Regions from separate parts of the Capsicum annuum genome. Here region 2 is linked to region 1. Evidence: chromatin contacts called from public Hi-C data. All regions are on one chromosome and are shown on one strand. The core of a region is the stretch at or near the end of the contact, and the rest is flanking DNA. Distances in the headings are between cores, read along the strand shown. Region 1 has its middle 16 kb from the start of LOC107853483. Region 2 overlaps LOC107870346 (bifunctional purine biosynthesis protein PurH).

Evidence for each region. Hi-C and Micro-C count contacts between places; a contact is called where the count stands out from the background.
Region 2: a contact with region 1 is called in a Hi-C map of leaf, with 2.3 times the contacts expected there. The contact joins two enhancer-like sites. A contact is called at or near these places in 2 of 5 Hi-C or Micro-C datasets (leaf and placenta).

What each region holds. Positions count from the first base shown.
Region 1 is chr1:27,737,515-27,743,384 of UCD10Xv1.1, forward strand. No RefSeq gene overlaps it. Among protein-coding and RNA genes, the nearest start is that of LOC107853483, 16 kb to the left of the region's middle. Within about 2 kb of position 1,852, at least 2 of the 5 cell types and tissues checked have an H3K27ac peak or open chromatin away from gene starts, as enhancers often do. A contact at or near this core is called in leaf, where this site is marked.
Region 2 is chr1:27,921,447-27,927,423 of UCD10Xv1.1, forward strand. LOC107870346 (bifunctional purine biosynthesis protein PurH) reads right to left here. Exons shown (of 12, transcript XM_016716842.2): 10 at 5,303-5,650; 11 at 5,101-5,227; 12 at 4,387-4,832. The coding sequence ends at 4,681. It also overlaps the pseudogene LOC124896120. Among protein-coding and RNA genes, the nearest start is that of LOC107870346, 8.9 kb to the right of the region's middle. Within about 2 kb of position 3,420, at least 3 of the 5 cell types and tissues checked have an H3K27ac peak or open chromatin away from gene starts, as enhancers often do. A contact at or near this core is called in leaf, where this site is marked.

The sequences.
Region 1 (5,870 bases), core at 602-3,101:
TGGCAGCATCCATAAACTGGAGATCTCAACTGCAGATTTACCAAGCAAAAAAGATTAACAGAAGCTAAGAGAAGTAAAATGCATCAAATGGAGTAATGAGAAGGAATACTCACTCATGCAAGCTGAAAAAGCTTCAAATCGATGCATCCATGAGACAACATTGCAACCCATAGCTGGAGAAGAGTGAACTCTTCATTGTTGAAAGGGAACATGGTGGAAGAGGCGGTCTGAAGTGGAGTTTAGCTCTAAGCTGAATTTGGAAACCCTACACCCCCTTTATTTGTTAGTTGCTTGGGTCGGGTTAGCATGCATGTTGGGTCGGTCCTCTTATTTCAAATTTTGGTTTTTGGTTTATGATGGATGGGTTGGTCCATCTTGACATTTTTGATTAATAAAATAACAAATTAAACAAAAAAAAAAGTGTAATCAAAATTACCTTAGGAGGAAGAGTACCACACAGTGCTCAGCCATGCATAATTAATACTTCCTCCATTTCATAATAAACGAATTGTTGGATTTGGGCACACAGATTAAGGAAAAAACATTAAAGATATAAATTTAACATAACTTTTTATTTTTACTCCTAAAAAAGAAAAAGTTGACCTTGTAATGCCTTTTCAAAAGTTAATTGGTTGTCAAATCATAAGGGTAAATTTTTTTTTAAAAAATCAATGATTCACTTATTTTGAAACACCAATAAATATCCAACAATTCACTTATTCTGAAACGGAGGGAGTACTAATTTCTAATTATATTCTACAGGAACAAAAATAAAATTTTGTTAGCTTCTCTCTTCATAATAGACTTTCTAAAGTCTGGTCAATGATCATAAATTTGTGCAAGTAATTTCCTTTCACTCACATAAATTGTTGCTACGAGGCATGTGAGTTTTTCTTTCAATATGTAAATTGGATTGCAACTATTCTTCAAATCATTTATTATAAAAACTAAAGTAAACTGCTACATAGCATGTGCACACTTTAAATGCAATTTTTTGGGAGATTAATTTTTTGTGCTATATATGGTCTACTCCCACTCGTTTTTTTTTCTGCTATATATAGTCACATAAAAGTGTTGAATCATGTGTTGAGAAGAAAGAAAAACTTTTTCAAAAGGTGACATTTCCAGTAATTGGGCTTGGAAACACATCTTTTCTATGGATAATCAAAGTGGAGGGGATTGAGGCAATTGTTTCATTACCAGAAAAAGATATGCCTGAATTAAATAAAGCAACTCATGGGTTGAATTTCTATGTTCAATATGTGTACTTATAATTTTTATTAGGTGATGAATTGTGAAGCGTGTTTGTTCTTATAAATATTGTTCTTCATCATATACATACATTGATGAATTACTATTACTATGTCCATAAATGCAAATGTAGGCGCCATTATCCAATCTCGCGAGGCACGCAATCAAGGGCCGAATGAACAAAATTCAAAAACATAATTAAAAGGTGGAATACATCAAACATTCCATGAACTTGCCGTTATATTTCAAGAGTGTGTATAATTAAAAAAAATAATTTTTTAAGTAGTTAGCTAATTTATGTAATAAGCATTTGAAAACATACCCAGAAACTATTTTCAAAATTTAAGTTGTAAGTGTTCAATAGGAGCAATGTATCATGTGCTTAGGTGCTCAATTAGAACATGACGGAGTTCGGGTTCTAAGTTGAAGTGGGCAGCTCTTGTTTTGTACAATTATACGACACAAGAGACCGTTGATTTAAACAAATATATATTGGGTTAGAAATGGCTAAATATCGATAAGATGAAAGTTTATAGAACAAGTAATTGAGCTATTGATGATCTTATGTAACTAAATTGCGAATTTCTAAAGTTTGTCTAAGCTTTTGCTTAACCTATAGAAAGTCTTTGATGGAACTTGTTCTAGGTACGTTTCTAACTAGTCAAAAAATAACTAATACGAAATAAAGTAAAGTACACTCAAATCATTATGTGGAAGACAACATGATTCAAAAGTATAAAAATCATGATCTATCTTTTGTTAGAGTGAAATCGAGCAAAAATTTCAAAGATGGAATCGAACAAAGAAGCCGTAGAACATTCGAAAAAGAGAGGAAAGAGATGAAGAGCCTTTATTTGGAATTGGAAAGATGTCTGAAAAATCTCACCTACCACAACTAATACTTGCCTTTATATAGCAAATTACATTTGGGCCAGGTATCCACTAAGCAAACATGGGCCAAGACTGTTCTGTGCAATCTAAATACAAGAGCCCAAAATATAAACTGTATGTAAACAAATATACATATGTGACTAAGAATATACAATGCAAGCTAACTACATAATAACCCCAACACCCCCTTCAAGCTGGAGGGTGTACACACACCAAGCTTGCCAATAATGTGATGATGAGCAGGGCCAGAGAGCGATTTGGTGAACATATCAGCAAGTTGACCAGAGGAAAAAACAAAATACAGTAAAATAAGACCAGAGTGAAGCAATCACGAATATTATGACAGTCAATTTCAATGTGTTTTGTGCGCTCATAGTAGACAGGGTTCTTGGCAATATGTAAGATTTCCTAGCTGTCATAGTAAACAGAAACTGGATGAGAAATAGGATAACTAAAATCACATAGTAAATGCACCAACCAGGATAACTCAACCACCACATTTCGAAAAGCTTGATATTCCGCTTCAGCAGCAAAAAGAGAAATTGTAGGTTGGTTTTGTACTTTTCTAAGATTTGGGAGAGCCGCCTAAGGTAATGAAATAACTAGTGACTGATCTACGAGATTGAGCACAAGCATCCTAATCAGAATCAGAATAAGCCAATAACGTCATATCAGAAGAATTAGACAACAACAACTCCTGATCAAGAATGTTCATCAAATATTACAAAACATGAAGTCCAGCTAGAAGATGAGGCACCTGAGGTTCCTGAAGAAATTTCTTAGATATTGAACAGAGTAAGAAATATCAGGCCGAGTGTGTTGGAGAAAGTTCAGTTTACCAAAAAGACGACGATAAGTAGATGGATCAGTAGGGGGTACCCCATATCAGCAGTAAGTTTGAGAGATGCATCAAGTAGAGCAGTAATAGAGAAAAACTAGTCACCGTGAAATTCAGATAATGACTCAGAAGTAAACTTCTTTTGATCTATAAGATAACCTTGAGGATGACTAGTGATTTCGAGTCCCAAAAAAAATGAATAGTACCAAGATCTTTTATCCTTAATTGAGAATCCAAAGAGGAATTTCGATTGTCTAAATCAGTAACATCATCACCAACAAGGAGGATGTCATCAACATAGACAACCAACACAGTGAGAGATCCATCATTTGACTTAGTAAACAGGGAATAGTCATTCTTATGAGAATAATAACCCCTGTGTGATAGAGCCTCTGAAAGTTTAGAAAACCATTGTCGAGAAGCCTGTTTCAGTCCATAAACTGATTTCTTTAACTTGCAAACTAATGAAGAAGATGTAGGGATAGAAGAGGAAAATTCCAATCTGGGTGGGGGCTTTATATAAACTTTCTCATGGAGATTCCATGAAGGAAAGCATTATTAACAACCAATTAATAGAAAGTCCAGTTATGTTTGGCAGCTATGGATAGGTGAAGGGGGAGAAAAAATATCAGCAGATGGGATAGAAGATGAAGGAACTAGAATAGAAAAAACTAGTGGAGGTAGATTCATTGAAACTGAAGCATGCGAAATTGTAACTGAAGGTTTAGAAGAATAAGGGAAAATATTTTCATGAAAAATTATATCTCTGGAAAAGAAAATAGATTTAGCTAAGAGGTTAAGAAATTTGTAACCCTTTTTTCACATAGATACCCAATGAAAACATAAGGGAGATCTCCTAGCTGAAATTTATTTCTTCCATGAGCAGGGGCAGTTGCATAGCATAGACATTCAAAAGATTTTAGATGGTCATATATATGAGAGGAACCATACAATTTTTCATATGGAGACATCTGAGATATGGCAGGTAAAGGTAGTCTATTGATAAGATAGGTAGCAGTTAGCACACAATCTCCCCAATACTTAGTGGGAAGTTTAGATTGAAAAAGCAAGGTTGGAGAAGCTTCCAAAAGGTGTTTATGTTTTTTTTCCACAACACCATTTTGTTGTGGTGTGTGTGAAATGAAAGTGTGATGAAAAAATATTATTTTCATAAAAAATGAAAGATGCTTCAAGGCTGCTACCTAACTCATAGGCATTGTAAGATCTAAAAGATTGGACAGAAGTTTTAAAGTAAACCTTTACCATAGAGACAAAATCTTTAAGAATGGAAAGAGAATTGTTCTTGCAAGCAATGAGATGAGTCCATGTAACTCTAGAAAAATCATCAACTAGGGTTATAAAGTATCTGTAACCATTATATGTCCTGGTATGGTAGGGTCCAAACAGTAAATATGGGCCAAGACTGTTCTATGTTGTCTAAATACAAGAGCCCAAAATATAAACTGTATGTAAAAAAATATAAATATGTGACTAAGAATATGCAATGCAAGGTGACTACGTAATAACTCCAACATCTTTTTAGTATTTAATTAAATTCATTTAAATAAATTTAACTAAGTAGGCGTTTGACCAAAGAAATTTCTTCACTTTTTTGGGAAAATTACTTTCACTTTTTCACTTTAGTGAAAAAAGTAAAAATAGTGGTATTTGTGCATAAGAATTATTTCACTTTAATGATTTTTTTTTTTTTTTGAAAAAGTGAAAACAAGTTTTACTTGTTTTTACTTTTTTCACTCTTATTTCTCTCAGAAAATTTTCAAAAACAACTCCACTTTATATTCATGGTCAAACACAACACCAACTCCAACTTCAACTTCAACTCCAACTCCAACTCCAAAAAATTATTATTTTCTGAAACTATGAGATTAATTATAATCCCTTTAAATAAATATTGAATTATAGCTAGTCACTTCAAGTTTAACTCAAACTTAAGGCCGATTATTTTTTTAAAAGAACATCTTACAAAGTAGTTCTGAATTAATTAAGCATAATAAGAAATAGGGGTGATCTATCACTTTTTCTTGCATTAATAAGAATATTTTGTATAGGACAGTCCGATGCATCAAAACTTTTGCTATGCTCAGGGTCCAGAAAAAAGTCGGACCACAAGGGTCCATTGTACCCAGTATGAAAATGGAAATTTTATTTATGCATGGTATGTTGGGAAAATCGGGTAATTTTCCCACTAAAATGGAACAACTAAGTGAAATGAACTGATTCAGAACAATTGAACCAGACAGAACACTAACATATAAATACCTGACAAATAATATTGAATACTAAAAATAAAGACACCAGAAAATTTGATAACGGAGTTCAGCCAAATAAGCTTGATCTTTGAGCACCCAATATTTCCTATTAATTGTGGGAGAAGAGAACAATTTTGGGATGATTCAAATGGAAGGAGGAAAAGTTCTTTTATAACTCTAAAACCTCCTCCCCAAATTATAAAACAATGATGTGGGAAAAAAAAGAGCCAAAAAACCAACAAATCTCTACCTTGGCTCAATTTTAATCCCACCAAAATATAAATCTTCTCAATCAAATAAATAATAAAAAAATACGATGCTTCCAATTTTGAGCCGTGAGGTGCCAACTTCAAATGTGCAGGATATTAACCAAGTTTAAATAGTGTTCGAACTTGGCCCTTGTAACTACCTTGGTCAGCATATCTGCAGGATTATCCATAGTATGAATCTTCTGGAGAAGTATCTCCACCTGTTCGAGAATTTCCCGCACAAAATGATAGCGAACATTAATATGCTTCGTCCGTGCATGAAAGACTTGATTCTTTGCTAAATGAATAGCACTCTGACTGTTAGAATACACCTCAAGTTATTTCTAATCAACTCCCAGGTCTTTAAGAAAC
Region 2 (5,977 bases), core at 2,170-4,669, 190 kb after region 1:
ATGGGAAAAGGCATTGGCAAAGCTAATGTGCCTATCGAAGATGACACATAGATCTGGTTCATCTTCTACTATAGACTTCAACTTCTCAAAGAAGAAGGTCCAAGAAGCATCGTTCTCTTTATCCATAACATAAAATACAATTGAAAAGATATGATTTTCGATGTCCTGTGCAATGGCACTCAGCAACACACCCCCATACTTGCCATACAAATGTGTGCCATCGATGGTAATTACCTTTCTCATGTGGAAATATCCCCGTATGTAAGCTCCGAATGCTAAAAAGTAGTAAACGAATGATCTATCCATCCTGTTTATCATGATAGAGTAAGAAGACCCGGTATTCAATAACTCCACAATATGGGAAAAATCCGACAAGCAAGCACATCCGTGTTTTGGTATCACGCAAACGATGTTCTTTGTAATTATATTTCCTTTCCAAAACACCCAATAGCTTGTGTTGCAATGCATCTCCATAAACACAATCCTATGAATTTCTCTTATGCTTGGACCCTTACCATTCCGAAAATGATTTACACATAGTGAAGCAATCAATTTGGATGAGATTCTCTTATGTCTGCCTGTGGCATATTCGGCACCGCATGTATGGAACCCAACATACTTGTATATGTGACATCTGTCTGAGGATTCGTACTTCTTTGCCCGCAACAATCAGCTACAACCACGAGATACATATTTCGCCTTCAACAATTTGGTGCAGCTCTTCTCTGTAAAAGAATTAGAAGATTGCCTCGCCGTTGCTCCATCTAGTAGCATTTTGATCTCTTTCTTGTCGACCAATATTTGATCACAATAGAAATTGGTTTCATTGGCGAAGGAATGTCTTGGTTGTGATCTCATTCCACAATCTTCTTCTGCATCTTGCGAGTCCGAAATTCAAAAGTTTCAATTACTTTCCTAAATCTAATGTCTAGTCAAACTAAGACACTTAAATTCAGATAGAGAGAAATTCTTTGAGATCTGAATTCAAAATTCAATTTTATTCGATTTTCACTTATATGTCTATTGTTTATGCCGAAAATGATGACGGGTTCACATGAACTTGCTCCGGAGTCCTAACATTCTAGATCCGCCTCGGCCTCAGGTCTTGCTAGATTGTTGGCTAGCCATGCTGGATCCCCTGTTAATTTGACTCAAATGGTACATACAACTATGTTGGGATTCACTTCAAGAGCAGCATTTAGGAAAAAGTACAAGAACCAAGAGCAGTTCATTTCTATATTATGTGAATTCTTAAAGTTACTGGCTTTACTATTGCTGATTTTTACCCCTCAATCAAGTGGCTTCAAGATATAACTGGTCTTAGCCCTTAGGGCAAAATTGGAGAAGCTTCACCATGAAGTAGATAGGCTACTTGATGAGAATATAGATGACCATACTGATGTTAACAACACAAGTATGCATGAGGACCTGATGGATGTCCTTTTAAGAGTCCAAAATGATGGAAATTATGAATTAACTCGAAACAACATCAAAGCAGTGATCTTGGTTAGTAATCTTACTCCCTTCGCTTCATTTTTCGTTTTACTCTGTTCCAAAATAATGACATTTTTTTATCTGGAAGCTCTATGGCTTTAAACTTTTCATTATATGACCCATAGTGACATACTTTTAGAATCATATGTTTAAAACCACAAGTTTAAGGGGTACTTTTGGTTTGGCTCACAAGTCTTTTTTCTTAAATTTCATGTAGCCTAGTCATACACGTCCTATAAAATGAAACGTATTGAGATAAATTCTGGTTCTTCACAACATTTCGTTAGGAAAAGAAAAACGTATAGGACAACTAGATCTATTCTTCTTCCGGTGGGTAAGTTTTTCCCCTCCTTCCAACGACTAATTAACATATTCTAATTTGAGATGATGTCTTAGATGTAACAGGATATGTTTGCAGCCGGAACAGATACCTCAGCATCAACAGTTGATTGGACAATGGCAGAAATGCTCAAGAACCCAAGCGCCTTAGAGAAAGCACAAGAAGAAGTCAGGAGAGTTTTTAGTGAAAAAGGTTATGTGGATGAATCAATCTTTGATCAGTTGAAATACTTAAGAGCAGTTATCAAAGAGACACTCAGGTTGCATCCACCTGCCCCTTTTTTACTTCCAAGACTAAGTAGTGAAAACTGTAAAATTGATGGTTATGAAATACCAGAAAATTGGTGAATGTTTGGACAATTGGAAGATATTGGGAGGATGCAGAGTGCTTTAAACCAGAGAGATTTCTTGATAGTTCAATTGATTTCAATGGAAATAATTTTGAGTACATACCATTTGGCGCGGGAAGAAGGATGTGTCCTGGCATGTCATTTGGTCTAGCAAATGTAGAGCATCCATTGGCGCTTTTTCTATACCATTTTGATTGGAAGCTTCCCAACAGGATCAAACATGAAGACTTAGATATGAGTGAGGTGTATTTTGGTGTGACAGTGAGAAGAGAACTTAATATGCATGTAATTCCTATTGTCTCCAAGCCTGTGTAACAATAATAAAAGCATCTATGTATCTTGCTCTTTCTAATAAAGCTTAACCATCTATATATAAAGCTTAACCATCTATATATAGTAGATGTTGAACCCACTTCGACTAGTCTTATATTTACTTCTGAACCCCCTCAATGAAAATTCTGGCTCCGTCATTGCGTACTATCATAACTCAAGTTGGAGAACTTTCAGATAGTCCAAAAGGAAAATTAATTTTTCGGCAATTTCATTTATTGAGCAGCCTTTCTCCTTTTTTGTTTGTCTGATTTATTCCTTTGTATCTCCGGTGGAGACTAGATCAACGCTTGTATTTCTCCAAGAGAAACTCTATCTACACTATGAATCTTTAGGCAAGCGAAATGAGAGTAGCCTTGTGAGAGAGCAATACAAGCGTCATGTTGCTAAGCGAAGCAACATTATCAAATTTGCATTCAAAACTTGTACACTATTTAATTTGTCTAACCTCTACTTAGATTCGTTTTCATTTATAGCCTACTTATTAACATCTTAGGTAATAACCGCGTCGGGTACTAGCTTGGCTATGCTTATGTGGCATCAAAGTTAAGGATAGGGATTTGACTTTAAAGTCATGATGCAAAGGAGGGTCTTAAAAGTCATATTGCCAAGCCCCATGTCAGTGTGAAAATTGATTCTAGGTCCAATATCAACCAATCTGCTAGATGAGTGAGATGTTACATCTATCAGCTACAAGTCTCTGTAGCCAATTTTGTTAAACTAAAATAAGTGATGCAAGTCCAATTGAGCTCAGCAATCCAAAGTTATACCTGTAGGTTGGAAAGTAAGTAGCTCTACCGACGCGCACGACCAAAATATCTTACCATTGGACAGTGTACGAAACACACTCCAATGCGTATGAAGGTTCAAATTGACACGAATCCAACGCTAGGAGCAATTGCTGGGAAAGGTCTTATGTTAACATGTTGCGTAGACCGCAACTGCAAACTCAAATCGTCATGAGGTGAAGTTGTGATAACAAGAAGATGCCCTTCTCCGACCCTGACTGCCCGACTTGAGAGCGGACAGCTAATGCATTTCCGACCCTGACTGCCCGACTTGAGAGCTGACAACTAATGCATTTCACTTATTGAATAGGTCGGTCCATGACCAGTGGATGCCAAAGATGTCCTTAGGGTGATCTCGTAGTTCCTACGGGTGAAGATGATGGGGTTGGTTCGTGGATTTTCATTCTTCTTTTGTCGTATTTCGTTCGAAGGGTTGAAGGGAGATGCAAAGGCCAACTTGATCCTCTTCTCCAGAGATCTCAAATGAGGGAACCTGGGAGAGCCGCCAACTCCCAACCACGTTCATATATGACCCATACTAGATCTGACCAATTATCCATCCTATTTCTTCTATACTCTTGACAATCTATCTGTCTCAGTCGCTCTTGACAACCCATCTTTGTCTTTTAGTGGCACATTTCCGTGCTCTTCCCCCTTAATAAAAGTGAGCCATCAGATTGTGTACAAGATACTATCAATAGAATCCCCACAGCGATATCAAGGCAGAGGATTAATATGAAGTTGTGAAATCCGAATGCAGGACGAAGATCGCAGGTACATTTCTAAAGAATTAGGTATAGGTTTCTGCTTTGTAAAGATCGGAGTTCATGACACTAGGCACGATGTCTCCATAAATTTCACAAAGGATGATGATTCCAATCTACTATGGTACAAGAGAGTTATCGAAATTCAGGGATTGTAAACGTGCTTCAGAAGACATTCCTGTTGCTCTAATTTGGCCTTTGTTAAAACTAATATAACTAGGCAGAATAAGAGGCCCTTTAAACATGTCAAAAATACATGTTAATTTGACGTAATTTACAGCAAGTAATTCTGTAACTTCATAGAAAAATCATTACCAAAAAAAAAAAAAAACAATACTTCATAACAGATAAATAAAATTAGTAATCAGTACACTTGCATTATACTCATTCACTTCTGAGTGGACCCCAACATTGTTTTACCTAAATGATACAACTTAGCCCATCAAGCAGTTCGAAAACTACAATTTTGCTATAATACACACTCATACTCCTTATCATAGATTATTCCTCAAAACTATCAGAGATGAATGCTAGCTATCAAAAACACATGGTACAAACACTTTGGAAAGATAATAGATTACGAGTCTAATGATGCCCTACGCCCCTATCAAACATCTAATGCCTGAAGTGTCTCACGTTAGTGAAAACAAGCGAGACTCCGTACTTGTTACAGCACTCCACTGCATCCTTGTCCCTTATGCTACCTCCTGGTTCTGCAATAACACTCACTCCACTTTGACATGCCTCTTCAACAGCATCATTCCATGCTGATTTAATTCAGAAAAAAAAAATTGTTAAAGAGAAAAAACTTTATCAGAAACCAAAAGAAAAAATAGATCAGAAACATTTGTTCAAGGCACATTAGAAGATGATTAACACCTTCTTACAATAATTTCAGTTACCATTCTTTATGGTATATTTTCTTAAAATTTGCACTTTCGACTAGTCAGAGTTTGCCGAATCCTGGTGTCTCACTTTCTTTTAATGTAGGGTTTGCTCTACAGGTACATGCATAACGCAAATAAAGGTACGTACCAAATGGAAAGAAAGCATCACTAGCCAAAGCAGCTCCTTTTACTTCATCTCCAGCTTTCCTCAAAGCTATCCTCAAGCTCTCCCGACGATTTGGCTGTCCACTCCCCATTCCTAACATACAATTGTCCTGCAATACAAAAATTACATTTAGAAAACAATGAAAGGAATATGATTCATTAGATATATATCATGTAGAAAGTACCTTTGCAATTACTATGGCATTGCTCTTGACGTGCTTGACACATAACCAAGCAAACTGTGCATCAGTAAGCTCATTTTCTTGTGGAGTTTTGTCAGACATGACATTAAATTGGATATCTTCAGGGGTCAAATCATCTGAGTCCTGAGCTAACCAACCACCACCAATTTGTCTTAGAGAAAGCTTTCCCTTGTTGTTTTTACTTGCCTCAAGGATCCTCAAAGTCTTGGACTTCCCACGGAGAACCTCAAGACCCTTCTCCGTATACTTTGGTGCGACAACTATTTCATAAAACATCCTAGTCTCACCATCTGTAGGGCTCCTAAATTCTCGAATATCCCTGGCAAGTGCCTGCACAGAACCAAAGCAGGTTGATTAAAAGAGTTATCAACCTTGATGCGACCCCTTAACTTGAGTTGGTTTTGTTGAACACTTCAAGGTGCAGTATAGCAGACAAAAAAATGTAAACTGCAACTACTAAAAAGTAGTACTAAATACAGATATCGGGCATTGACACTGTTAAACATTTGAAAAGGGGAAGCAACAGATACTTATCCATGGTTTGCAATTCTCCTAACCAAATAACACTCAGTTATTCATCTTACAGCATGAAACATCACCCTTGTTGACAAATGACAAGGGGGAAGGATGATAGTAACAGTCTTTTCGCACCACGAC